3 separate regions of the Mus musculus genome follow, and regions 1 and 2 are each linked to region 3. A link is a contact called in public Hi-C and HiCAR-type data. All regions are on one chromosome and are shown on one strand. The core of a region is the stretch at or near the end of the contact, and the rest is flanking DNA. Distances in the headings are between cores, read along the strand shown. Region 1 holds the start of A430018G15Rik (RIKEN cDNA A430018G15 gene). Region 2 holds the start of Epc2 (enhancer of polycomb homolog 2). Region 3 holds the start of Rnd3 (Rho family GTPase 3).

Region 1 (3,843 bases), core at 1,272-3,771, 1.3 Mb after region 3:
CAGGATCACAGGGGACCCCACCACCACATCCCGTTATCTCTTGAATGGGTGTGGTGAAAGGGAGGCAGGCCCTCTACCAACTAAGCTACAGCCCCAGCTACAATACTTTTTAATGGTGTCAATAAATGGCAGTATCTAGAATAAAGTTTGAGCGCTCCGGAATCTGTGCCCCACCTAAACATAGCTCTGGTTTTCTGGGCCCAGCAAGCAGTTCACCAGCTCAGCTTTAATTGAGCAGCTGCTTTTTGAGAAGCCAGAGCTGCTAAGTCTCTGCGTTCATCGATATAGCAAACTCTGCAATTACCCAAAGCCTCTCTCCGCAGCTCTCCATGAAAAGAGTATAGAAACGTGTGCTGATCCTTCTGTAAAACAAAGCATCGAAGACACACCTAACTTATGTGCCCCCTTCTCCACAGGTCCAAGACTAGCAACAAGTGTTTGTGACAGTGAATTCCGTGAGGCTACTGAGCTGGGAAGAGACCATTTAACGATTTTTTTTCTTCACGATCTCACTCTATTGACTGGTAATTTCCTAGGAACTGGACTCTATTAATCCTCTTGTTAATTTTCAAACTCTGAGTAAACGTTCAGGCAAATGCTACTACAAAATGCAGAGCACAAGATCTGTGCTGCTACCAATGCATTCCTGCTATCATGTGCAACTAGGTGAGTTTCTTTTAAAGTTCTAATTCATTTTTTAAGTTACAGCAACGGTTTGGTCACTGACTCAAAGAAGAAAGTGAGACCAGTACCAGAGACACTTTAAAGCAAAAGGTCTTTCTAAACCAAAGCAGAACTGAAACACTAGTCTCACTAAATTCAAGACTGTAGAGGACAGAACTAGAATAAGAACACTTATTACCCACACAAATATCACCAGTTCTACAACAATGTAACCTTTAGTACTTCAAACCTAGAGATTAAATATTCAAAAACTGTAGACCCCACAAATCCCTCCTGTGCTAGGTGAGAGTATCTAAACCCACAGAATTATGAAGCCACTAGAAACCACTACCCCGTCACACGTTCTCTGCTGACCAGACAGAGCTAATGGAAATATCCTCTTTATTGCCTTCCACTTCATTTAGTACCGTTATCTTAGGTATCATTTTTAAAAAAATTATTATTAAAAAAAGCAGAACCCACTAGGGATTACAAGTCCCATAAAACCAGCTCTATCCCAGAGGAGGAGCAAGCCCGGCAACTGCTCCTTCTAAATAGTAGGCGCCACCGTTCATTAAGTTTTAACTGGAAAAAGTGGGGGTGCGACAACGCTACCAGCTTATACAAGAGAAAAACTGTACGTGCTTGACAGATGGAATGAACTGCAAGTAGAGCTTTTTTTAAAAAAAAGCACTATATTTCATTTCAGTAACTATGTAGTTCTGTTAGGACCATATTCTCTCCAGTATCACACACCCATTTTGTAATTTTTTTTTTTAATAAATCCCCTATGCCTTTCCGTGGCAAATGTCTGCATTTAGGCGAACTTAACACAGTAACCTGCTAGTTACCTAATGCTAATGAAGCCTGCCTCCCGAGGCAGGCTTTTAAAAGCTTTCAGCGAAACACTTTAACAAGGGCCAAAAACAAAACAAAACAAAACAAAACCCAAAACCTTCTAATAACCTAAGAAAGAAAACGACCTTAGGCTTGACCTTTACCACTGAGACAAACGGCGCAAAGGAGAGACACTCCATCACTATTCCGCAGCGAGGGTCTCCCCGCCCATCCCCCCCACCCCCACCCCCACCCCCACCCCCCAAAGCGAACCAGACGGATCCAGCACTAGTTCCAGTTTTCCGCATTCTGCAAGCCGTGGGCTCGGTGGCGCCGCTAGGGTCAGGGCCCTCGGTCCTCACTCTAGAACCCCAGCTGTTGCCCGTGCGGCCCAAACACAATTGCGGGCAGGCGACGGGGATGGAAGCAGGCCAGGCAGCGCGCTGGGCCCTCGGCGTGGGGCAGGGCACCTTTTGCGCTCGCGATCAAATCGGAGAAATGGGTGTATGGCGGGAGGAACCTCTCCCCAGCTCCCCGGAGACAAAGGCGACCCTCCTGCCCGACAAGGGCCGGGACCTCCCCGCCCGGCCCAGCCTCACCCTGGTGATTGAACAGCCTCCAGATCCGGGTAAAGAGAATTCCCATCCTCGGGCAGCGGAGCCCTCCAGCCTCCCGGGCTCAGGCTGCGGGGCAGAAGGACGCGCCGGGGCCTCCGCCTCTGCTCCCGCGCCGGCCGCGCGCCCGCTTCCAGGGACCCGCGGGGAGGCCGCAGCCCAGGCCGCCCAGCCACGCGCGAGGCCCCGCCGCTACCGCCGCGGCGCTCGCCTGGCTCGCGGACATCGCCGCCGCGTTGTCTGCTCGAACCTCGCGGGCCACCGTCCTCCCCCAGCTCCTCTCCGGCGGTGGCTCGGGCAGGGGCGGGGCGGAGCGAGGGGACTGCGCAGGCGCCGTGCCCGGAGGCGGAGCGAGGGAGCTGGAGGCGGGGCAAGGGGGCTGGAGGCGGGGCGAGGGGCTGGGAGGCCTCTGCGGCGCGGAGGGTCAGTGGAAGGAAGGCTGCGGCGCTTTAGGCGCGCCAATGTCGGGGATTTGAGGTTGTTTCTAAGTCACAATGCAAATATGTAACCATACTCAACTCCAAAAGTGCCAGGTTTGGACCCCGACGATGGTAAGCTTTAAGTCTCTTTAGAGCCTATTTTCCCTGACAAGCAGCAGAAATCATTGGCCTATTTTTTTTTTTTTTTTTTTTTTTTTTGTCGCTGCGGTTTTTCGTACTTCTACCTTTGCTTCTCAGCGCTCTTCCCTCTCCAATCTCCCTCTGCTCTCAGGCCACTCTTGGCTAGAACACTTTTCCTTAAGTATCTCCCCGGTTTAAAAATCTTAAGGCACAAAAGCCGTCTGAGCTGAGTCCAAAAAGACTGTAGACAAGAAACTCACTGGTCTTCACGATATGATCGTCTTTTTCTCTCATTCAGGAGTCACCATCATGTTAAATAGATGGCCAAATGCTGTCTGTGCTCTTCATTCTGCTGCTTGCCTAAAGTTTAAACAGTTGTGCCTCCTGGTATGCGAGTGTCCAGCTCTGCGCCCCTGCGCACCCCCACCCCCACTCCCCGCAGGATAAGTGGCTGAAAAGTAAAATATAAGTAATCGCTGGCGAACTTGATCCGAACGAAGAGTTCTTGCCTGTGTTTTGTTTTTGTTTACTTTAGTTCCCTTTAGCTAAACAGGTAGACTCTAGATCTCCATATTCCTGATGTAGGAACAGGGTCGATTCCTGAGGTTAACTGACGACTGTGATAGTTTTGACTCAAAGAGAAACTGGGGTTGTCTACTTCTTCCACACACATAAACAAACAAAAAGAGTAGAATCAGCATCATCTCTTTCTATCCTCTTTAAGTTTGTAAAAGGGAGGGAAAAAAAAAAGGCAGAGACGGAAAAATGTGGGAGACTTGTGAAAGGCCCTTTCGAGCTGTTCCCGACCTTATCCTCAACAGCCACATGAAATGAAGCACTATACTCTGCCTGACTCCTAACCATATACTACCGTATAGCTCAATGTATGGGAAAGAGTTCTTCATCTTCTTTGGGGGCTTGCGTTCAAATGCCAGTCTTAGAGGAGGCATACATAAAGGAGAATTAGATCTGGATATACTTAATAGCCAGTGGGCTGTTTAGAAGATCAATGTTCGCATAACCAACTTACATGAGCTCTTTAGTGATTCCATTCCCATCCAGTTTAGGCAGGGCTTTAGCGGCTCTGAGTCATTTTACAAATTCCCACATGTCTTTGGCAACTTATTAATGTATGCCAGACCTACATTTACCCATGAAGTTAGAGATCT
Region 2 (3,960 bases), core at 1,023-3,522, 1.7 Mb before region 3:
AGGATTGCTGGGTAGGCCAAAGAAAAGAAAAATTAGCATCAATGGCTAGGCCTGATGGCAGGCCAGGAAGGCACTCAAACTCCAACCTGGAGTAGAATGTCACAGCAGCACTGAAATTCTTTGTGTAGCTGATATGACTTCATAGCTATCAGCAAACATACTAGATGCCTGCTTTCTGTGAGGTAGGGCTAGCCATTCTCACTAATTAACTCTGGGGGCTTTCATTAATTAACTTTGGGTCAGAAACTTTTGAACATTGGATGGCCAATAAACCAAAGAGCTTGGATACTAAAGTGTGCAGCTAGGAGAACAAGTGTTTTGGAGTTAGGATAGATCCAGAGTTAATCCAGGTCTGCTGTTCCCTGGTATTGGAACTTGACAAATTATAGGTCTGAGTCTGTTTCCTTTTTAGCAAAAATCACAGCATTTCTCCCTATGTAGAAGTATATAGCTATAAGAATTGAGTGGATTTCAACTACTTGGGACTATACCCCCCCCCCCACACACACAATGTCCACACTTCTTTTTCTGAGTGTAACATTAGGCAGAGAGACTGGAAAGAAGCTACCGTCTCTGAGCCTGAGAAGGGGTGAGAATCCAGATAAAAGGCCCCAATGACTCATTTTTTCAAACACTGTTCCCCCTGATTTTCAGACTAGTACTCAATAATGACCCCCCCAGCCCCCCTTCTGAGAACTTCTTGTTCTTCCTTACAAAGGATTGGAACTACGCCAGAGGGTAACACTCACAACAGCACAGGCTCACAACCATGTGAAAGGTGTTGCTTACAAGAATTGAGCCACAGTCTGTTTGCATTGTTACCAGTAACAAGTGGACATAAAACAAAGCCACTGAATAACATCCCAAAGTGTCCCCGGACAGACTGGTTAGATTATTTTGTGTTACCAGGAAGTCAATATTCACCATTCAGCTTTCAAAGGAAAAGCTGGAGACAAGGGGGAGGGGGGGAGAGGGAGGGAAAAAAAAGCAGGGAGAGAAGAAAATAGAGAAAAATAATGGGTGGCAATGAAGAGAGATAGATGGTTTTGCTATATTAAGACATGACAAAGAAACCCGTTTTTATTGTTGGACTTTAGCAAACCATCTACCCTTTTATGAGCTAGGTAGGGTATTTTTCAATGATTAGAAAATGGTAAAACTGTTGCACAGTGAGGCAATTTGCTTAGAAACATGTACTGCTTAAAGACTAAGAAACTGCAACAAAGGTTTGTATCAATAGTGACTAGTATTTAATTGAGTCAATTTGATTCCTTTTTGCAGAGCTTTTGCAAACCACTTCTGGCCAAAACTATGTCTAATTTCTTTGACCTGTCACAGCAACTGACTATAGATGTCATGTGGTAATTAACTTTCCATCACTCTTTTGTGTGGTCTGTATCATTTTCTTCAAGAATTTACTTTTTTTTTTTTTTTTTTTTTGGCCCATCATCTTTGCAGCTGCCCTTTCAAGTAGTTACGACTCTTGTTACTAATTATCCAGCAGTTTAGTTGTAACACAGTAACACGCAAACTAATTGGAGTCCGGAACTTTATTAAACTCTTTTTGAGTCGTCACTGTAACCAGTGTTTTCACATACTTTGGTTAGAGATTTCAAGAAATGCCAACCATCAAACTAAGAAAGTTTGGATGACAGGTGCAAGTCCGCTTGTTGCCGCGTCCAGCAACTATTTCAAGTAGCAGTCTCCAACTACTGACCCTCCTGTCTACCCGAGCATCCTCTCGGCGGTGCCTAACTCTGGAGAGCTCCTCTGGACAGGGACTGCCCAAGTTCTCAGGGCGCGAGACGCAGCAGGGCTGTGCCTCTCGGCGTGGGCAGACGCAGCGGACTTGTCGGACCTCCCCGGGGATGCGCAAACCCGAGGCGCGAAACCAGCCAGCAGGCGCCGGGGCGAGCAGAGCTGTCCAAGTGCAGACTCGAGGGGCGGCCGGTGGCCCGGGGGCGGAGGCCTCCTGTCCCCCCGAGGCGAGCGGTCCTAGGCACTGAGCCTTCCCGAGGGAGCCCCGCGCGGAGCGAGTCGGCGGCGGAGGCACCGAGGCGCCCGCTCCGGAGCCGGGGACCGAGCGCACCTGGCACCTGCCGCCCCGCCTGCGTGCCGAGCGTCCCGCCGAGGAGGGCCACCGGGACTCGGCTCGCTCTCGCCGGCTGGGCTGGCCGCGCCTCGCCGCGGAGAGAGTGGGTGGGCAGGCAGGGGAGGGAAAGGAAGGAGGGAGGGAGGGAGGGAGGGAGAGGGCGACGCGCGTCCCCGAGGCGGGGGCGCGCTCTCGCGCGGGCTGCCGGGATCGCTCGCCGCCGCTGTGGTAATGTCCGCCATGTTGGCCATGGCGCAGGGAGCGGATCGGGCGGGCGAGCGGCGGATCTAGAGTGTGGAAGCGGCCGCGGGCGGCGGGGGGCTGTTCTGGGGCGGGGTGGGCGCCCATGCTGGGGCCGGGGGCACTGCGGAGGAGGAGGAGGAGCGGGCCGGCCGCGCTGCACTGAGGAAGGAGGTGGAGGAGGCGGCGGGAGTGCTCCCCCCCCCTCCCCGCCCGCCCCGCCGCCGCCGCCCGGGCTGTTCCTGTAAGGCGGGGAGACAATGAGTAAACTCTCCTTCCGAGCGCGGGCGCTGGACGCCGCCAAACCGCTGCCCATCTACCGCGGCAAGGACATGCCTGATCTCAACGACTGCGTCTCCATCAACCGGGCCGTGCCCCAGATGCCCACCGGGATGGAGAAGGAGGAGGAATCGGTAGGGACTCGAGTGTTTATTACCCCCCCCTTCCCTCCTCCCCCCTCCCCTTTGTCAGCCGGGCCTCGCCATTCACAGAGCGCTTCTACGCTCGCTGGAGGGCGCCGCTGCCGCTGCGCGCTCCGGACCCTACGCCGGCGGAGTAGCGTAAACCCGTCGGCCGGCGCAGCGCCCGCCCGCGGCCGCCATGTTGTTGCGTCCCAGTGTTGTGATTAGCTCTCGGCGCCGCTTACGCTGCCGTAAGGGGGCCCTGCCGTAAGCAGCGGCCGGGAATGGCGCAGGGATGCGCCGGCCCGCACTTGGCGTACAGCCTCTGTTTACCTCGTAGACATCTCGCCGGGAGCGGGGTTAATGGGTCGAGAAAGGGTCCTTGGGCTAAGGCGCTATTTTCGTTGCGTTTTAAAATTTGTGCGTGCACGAAATTGCCTTTGAAACAAACGATCTCGGGAAAGTAGAGCTCTTTCAAAACATGCATCTTCCTGCTAGTGGGGTGATGGGTGATGGTTTGCGCTGCCCGCTAGAGGTGCCGCGGGAGTAGGCGATGCATCCCTGCGGCCGGGCAGCGACCCCCGGTCCGGACTCTGCGTTAGCGAGTCCTCTGATCTGCACGCCGGCTTCGCCTGCCGGGCTGGCCCCTCCTCGGTTGTGCGGAATTAGGACGGAGCCCGAATGCTTGAAACTGGCCTCCAGGCCCGCGCTTCCCGTGCAGCGAGCGTCCGGGGAAGTTGCATGCGGGATGGCTGTTTACAACTTGAGGGCTCAGAGCGTCCGCATTGACAGTTGCGTTTTTGACCAGATGTTAAAATTTGGACAAAATGCTGTTTCCTTCTTCCCGGGGGTTAAGTTATACCCAAGACTGAATTTCCTCCGATTTGACAGTGTTTACGACTCTGGAGTGTTGTTACTTGTGTGCGGAGTTCATAGTAACTGCACCCTGAAGAATTTCTTCAATGAACCTTCAGTCCCGCCTTATTGTCAACCACGGGTGTGTGTGGATTGGCTCCCTAGCTTCTGTTACTGTCAAAAGAAAGCTGGAGGTTTCTGTGATTGGCTTTCTCTTTTGACTATTAATATTGCAGGAAATGCCTTTAAGCATTTGATTGGCTGCTCGAATTCTGACCTCACTGTGTTGGTGCTTTGACTTAATCACATTTCTTTTTGGTGTTTGATTACCTGATTTAACATTTTCAGTAGAATATTAAATAAGACCTCTTT
Region 3 (4,061 bases), core at 291-2,790:
CTCTGCAGGCAGGCGAAGCCGAAGCAAAAGGGTAGGGGAGTGGTATGTTCGGAGAGCTGGCACAGAGTGATCCCTGGGCGGCCGCAGAAGCCGCTCTGCACCGGTGGCACAGAGGCTGCGGGGGCGGAGGCCCCGCGGTGGCCGCTGCCGGCACCACCAGCGCATTCCTGACAGTAGGCGTCACGGGCGCTGGCTCCGGCCATTCACCCATCTCCCTCAGCCTGGAACACCCCACGCAACCCGGAGGCTTTGGGGATCTTCTCCCAGCTCAGCCTGCGCCCCTGCCCCCAAACCAGATGGCTGGTGACACCCATGAGGGGCTTCCTCCGCGAGCGGGAGGGCTTCCACGCTGCTCTGTATGCTCCAGCACTGGGCCACCCTGGCGGCCCGCTCCGGCACGGCTCCAAGGAAGGACAACACAAGGCCATGCGGCCACCAGAGGCTCCTCCAGCAGGGTCACTCCGGACACCTAGCGTCCTCCTGTCCCCAAGACCACAATCACTCCCATTGCTGCCCCTGCCCAGAAAGGATAACATTTTCCGGCGGCTCGGGACCGGGAAGTCCCTCAAGGAGCCACATTAGCAGACAGGGCACCAGATCCCGAGCCCCCGGGCGCACCGGTTCAGACCGCCACGCGGTGTGCCGAGTCTTACCTGAAGTGTCCCACAGGCTCAACTCTATTCTTTGTGTGTCGATTTCAAAACTGGCAGTGTAATTCTCAAACACCGTAGGGACGTAATTCTGGACGAACGAAAGGGACAGAAGAGGAAGGTGGCAAAGAGATTATTAAAAACACGACCCGTAGATCGAACACTTGAAAAACCACCAAGCCCCCAATTAAAAAACCACCACCACCAACAACCTCACACTCCTTACACAGTAAACACGCAGCCCCCTCCCGAGAGCCCACCCAGGTCTCCCCACCCGGCCTCCCACACTGAAACCAGCAAGTTTCTGGGGCCAAGAGCCCAGGGTGCTGGCGGGTCCCAGCCAAGACCCTTCCAGGACACTTTCGCTTCCCGGCCGTGTGGCGGCAGAGACGGCTGGGCATGAGAAAGATTTTCAAGAAAATCAGTGAAGCAGGAGAAAGGCGCAGTCCTCCAGACCGGGGACCCCACCAGCCGCTCCCCTCAAGACGTGCGGGTCACACTCACTTCTGGGAAGCAGTCCTTGGCGAAGACGTGGAGCAGCGCGGTTTTCCCACACTGGCTGTCGCCCACTACTACTATCTTGCATTTCACGTTCTGATTAGGATCCATGATAGATTTACTGGATAATTTCTGGCTGGCTCTTCTCTCCTTCATTGATGTTGCCTTATTTTCTCTTGGAACAGGAATTTTCTCTTTAGAAGAAAAAATATATATATATATATACTTCTCTCTATAAAAAGCAGATATAAAAATAAATCGCAAGGCCGGCGGGAACCCCTTTAAGCACAGCGGAGTGGAGGAGGAGAGGCAGCGGCTCTTTACTCCTCTCCTACAAGTTTTCTGCCTGACTCCGCGCCTCTCTTCCCAAGTCCAATTCCGATCGGTCTGCTTTGTTTCACGCTCTCCGCGCCGCTTTATACGCCCAGCCTTCCAATCCGCTCCGCTTTCTCAATGAGAGAAGGAAACCGATCCGCCTCCTCCCCTTTTATGGAGCCTGGGAGCCAGCACGGCCGCCCCGTTGGCGGAAAGTGTAAGCAGCGCGCCCTCTAGGGTGGCGTGCAGGATGGCTTGCAGACCCAGGTTCTGGCATAACCTGAAGGTGCCAGGCAGGATTTGCAGATGGGTAGGTTGTTCAGGGCCAGGGTGAGGGGAAGCAGATAATCTGTGCACATGGATTTGCATTGGGATTCCTTTCAAATTGCTTTCCAAGGGGCTCGCCTCCAGAAGCCTCGTCATCATTTGTGAAAATAAAAAAAAAAATTCCCAATCAAATTAATAATACAGAAGTAAATCTTGGAAGGGAAAGGCTAAGTTTTTGTGTTCCCAAACCCATAAAATCATTATCTATCTATCTATCTATCTATCTATCTATCTATCTATCTATCTATCTATCTATCTATCTACCTACCTATCATCTATCTTCTATCTATCTATCTATCTATCTATCTATCTATCTATCTATCTATCTATCTATCTATGTATCTATCTATGTATCTATCTATCTATCTACATATATAGTACATAATAACATAGATGATTTATTTCAAACACTAGAACTCGTTTTCCTTGACCTTTGTAGAGGACTGGCTTTTTAAACTGTCAGATTCAGCTATTCCAGAGAAGGTAGGAGGCTTTGGGGAGTGACATGATAATGTGAATAGGTGCAGGGGCGAGAAAAAAGAGAGATGACAAAAACTATCAGAAACTTGGCCGCAACTGCCACTCTCTCTGTGACAGCTCTAGAACCAGGGGTCTAAGCACTCTTTGCTCCCTTCAGCTGTACCCTCCCTCCTTCACCTAAGAATCAAGGAGTTGGACTTAAAAAGCACACATGCTCATTGTGGAAAATTTAGGGACTCCCCTCCTCCACACACGTACTCCAGTCATTCCAAGTCTCCCTTTCAACAAGTCTTAGAAGAGACAGACAAGACTGTGTTTGTTCTCTTGTCTTCTGAGAACAGTGTCTTCATTGCCAGTCACCCCGACAGCCAGGAAGCGTCAGTTATTAAATTTGTAGTGAAGGTGTCTGGGAAGAAAGTTCAGCCTGTGAAGGGCTTGGTCAAGTGCGACTTGAATTTCACCACCAGCACCCATATAAGGAGGCACTCCTGAGACAGACCCAGAGGATCCGTGGGGCTTGCTAGCCAGCCAATCCAGTCAAATTGAGGAACTCAGGATTCAGTGAGAGGCCATGACTCAAAGATAATGTAGATAGAAATTGAGGAAGATAAACAACCTCTGGCTTCCACACATATACTAAACACATACATATAAGTACTTACACATACACACACAACCCTTTAAGGAAAGTATAGTGACTGAATATGTAGTGAATTACTAGAATCATGAAATCACAGGACCTAGAATGCTATCTTACTTCTTTCAGACTCGAGAACCTTGAAGTCGTCCCCTAAAGACAGTCCTGAATCTATCTTTGGGGATAGGTGTGTTTTACACAGGCTGACCATGGAAAGGGCAGAGCTGGCCGAGGTCATATGTCTGCATTTGCCAAAATTTGCTTGGCAGAGCTTTATTCGTTTGCCCCAATATCATCTCTTAAAGTCTTAGGTTGCACTGTCATGTCACAGAGGGAAAAGTATCCTATGTGAACTTCATAGAGTTTACCCTAGCATTTCCCTAGTCTTCCTAGTGCGGGAAATGCTCCTCAAGCTGTTTGTGTGGTCGAGGGAGATTGGGCAGAGCAGTGGGGGCTTTCAGACAAAGATGCATTTAGGCCATGAGCTTCACAGCTTCTGGCTAAGTGACACTGGAGTAGTCATTTCATCTCTGTAAGCCTTAGCTTTATCTTCTTTAAAATAGGTTTCATGAAGACATTGGTAAGAAGATGACAATGGCGCCTGCCTGTACTTGGTATTTCCCTGTAGCTCCCACTTGCTTGCCCAGAACCAAGTCTCATGTCTGGGTGAATCCTGGATTCATTAGTCGACTTACTAATAAGAAGTGGGCACATTTTTGTTCTCTCTCTCTCTCTCTCTCTCTCTCTCTCTCTCTCTCTCTCTCTCTCTCTCTCTCTCTTTCTCTTTTTTAACCTATGACACTTCCCCTTCCAGAGAGATGACTTGGCCTGCCACATTCCTGAATTGATATAGTTTATATGGTCAAAGTCACCTTACCTACAATTAATTATTAGTTATTTTGAGTTGACTTGTTAATGAACTGGACATCAGATAATTTATCATCTAAGCTATATCTGAGCACCAAATAAGACACCGCCAATGATCTGGCAGGCCTCCAGGCTTAAAGGAGTTTACTCCTTGCTAATAGTAGTATAGTCACTTCCCCAGGGATTGCTCTGGAATTATAGTGGATAGATATTTTTAGAAACCAGGTGACCTGAATCTCCAGAAATTTGCCAGCTGCTAAGTGAAATGTAATAGACATGTGACTGAG

What was found. Hi-C and Micro-C count contacts between places; a contact is called where the count stands out from the background. HiCAR-type assays count read pairs that join an accessible place to other places.
Region 1: a HiCAR-type map of astrocytes shows a contact between it and region 3, with 2.4 times the contacts expected there. The contact joins the promoter of A430018G15Rik here to the promoter of Rnd3 in region 3. A contact is called at or near these places in 1 of 39 promoter capture datasets (liver) and 1 of 115 datasets of contacts at active chromatin or transcription factors (astrocytes).
Region 2: a contact with region 3 is called in a Hi-C map of Sertoli cells, with 16 times the contacts expected there. The contact joins the promoter of Epc2 here to the promoter of Rnd3 in region 3. A contact is called at or near these places in 2 of 39 promoter capture datasets (both in liver), 2 of 484 Hi-C or Micro-C datasets (Sertoli cells and embryonic stem cells) and 1 of 115 datasets of contacts at active chromatin or transcription factors (astrocytes).

What each region holds. Positions count from the first base shown.
Region 1 is chr2:52,422,491-52,426,333 of GRCm38.p6, forward strand. A430018G15Rik (RIKEN cDNA A430018G15 gene) reads left to right here and starts at 2,522. Exons shown (of 3, transcript NR_165461.1): 1 at 2,522-2,665. Arl5a (ADP-ribosylation factor-like 5A) reads right to left here and starts at 2,384. Exons shown (of 6, transcript NM_182994.2): 1 at 2,100-2,384. The coding sequence starts at 2,145.
Region 2 is chr2:49,449,214-49,453,173 of GRCm38.p6, forward strand. It overlaps Epc2 (enhancer of polycomb homolog 2), which reads left to right and starts at 2,273. Exons shown (of 14, transcript NM_172663.4): 1 at 2,273-2,745. The coding sequence starts at 2,593.
Region 3 is chr2:51,147,571-51,151,631 of GRCm38.p6, forward strand. Rnd3 (Rho family GTPase 3) reads right to left here and starts at 1,541. Exons shown (of 5, transcript NM_028810.2): 1 at 1,155-1,541; 2 at 654-741. The coding sequence starts at 1,304.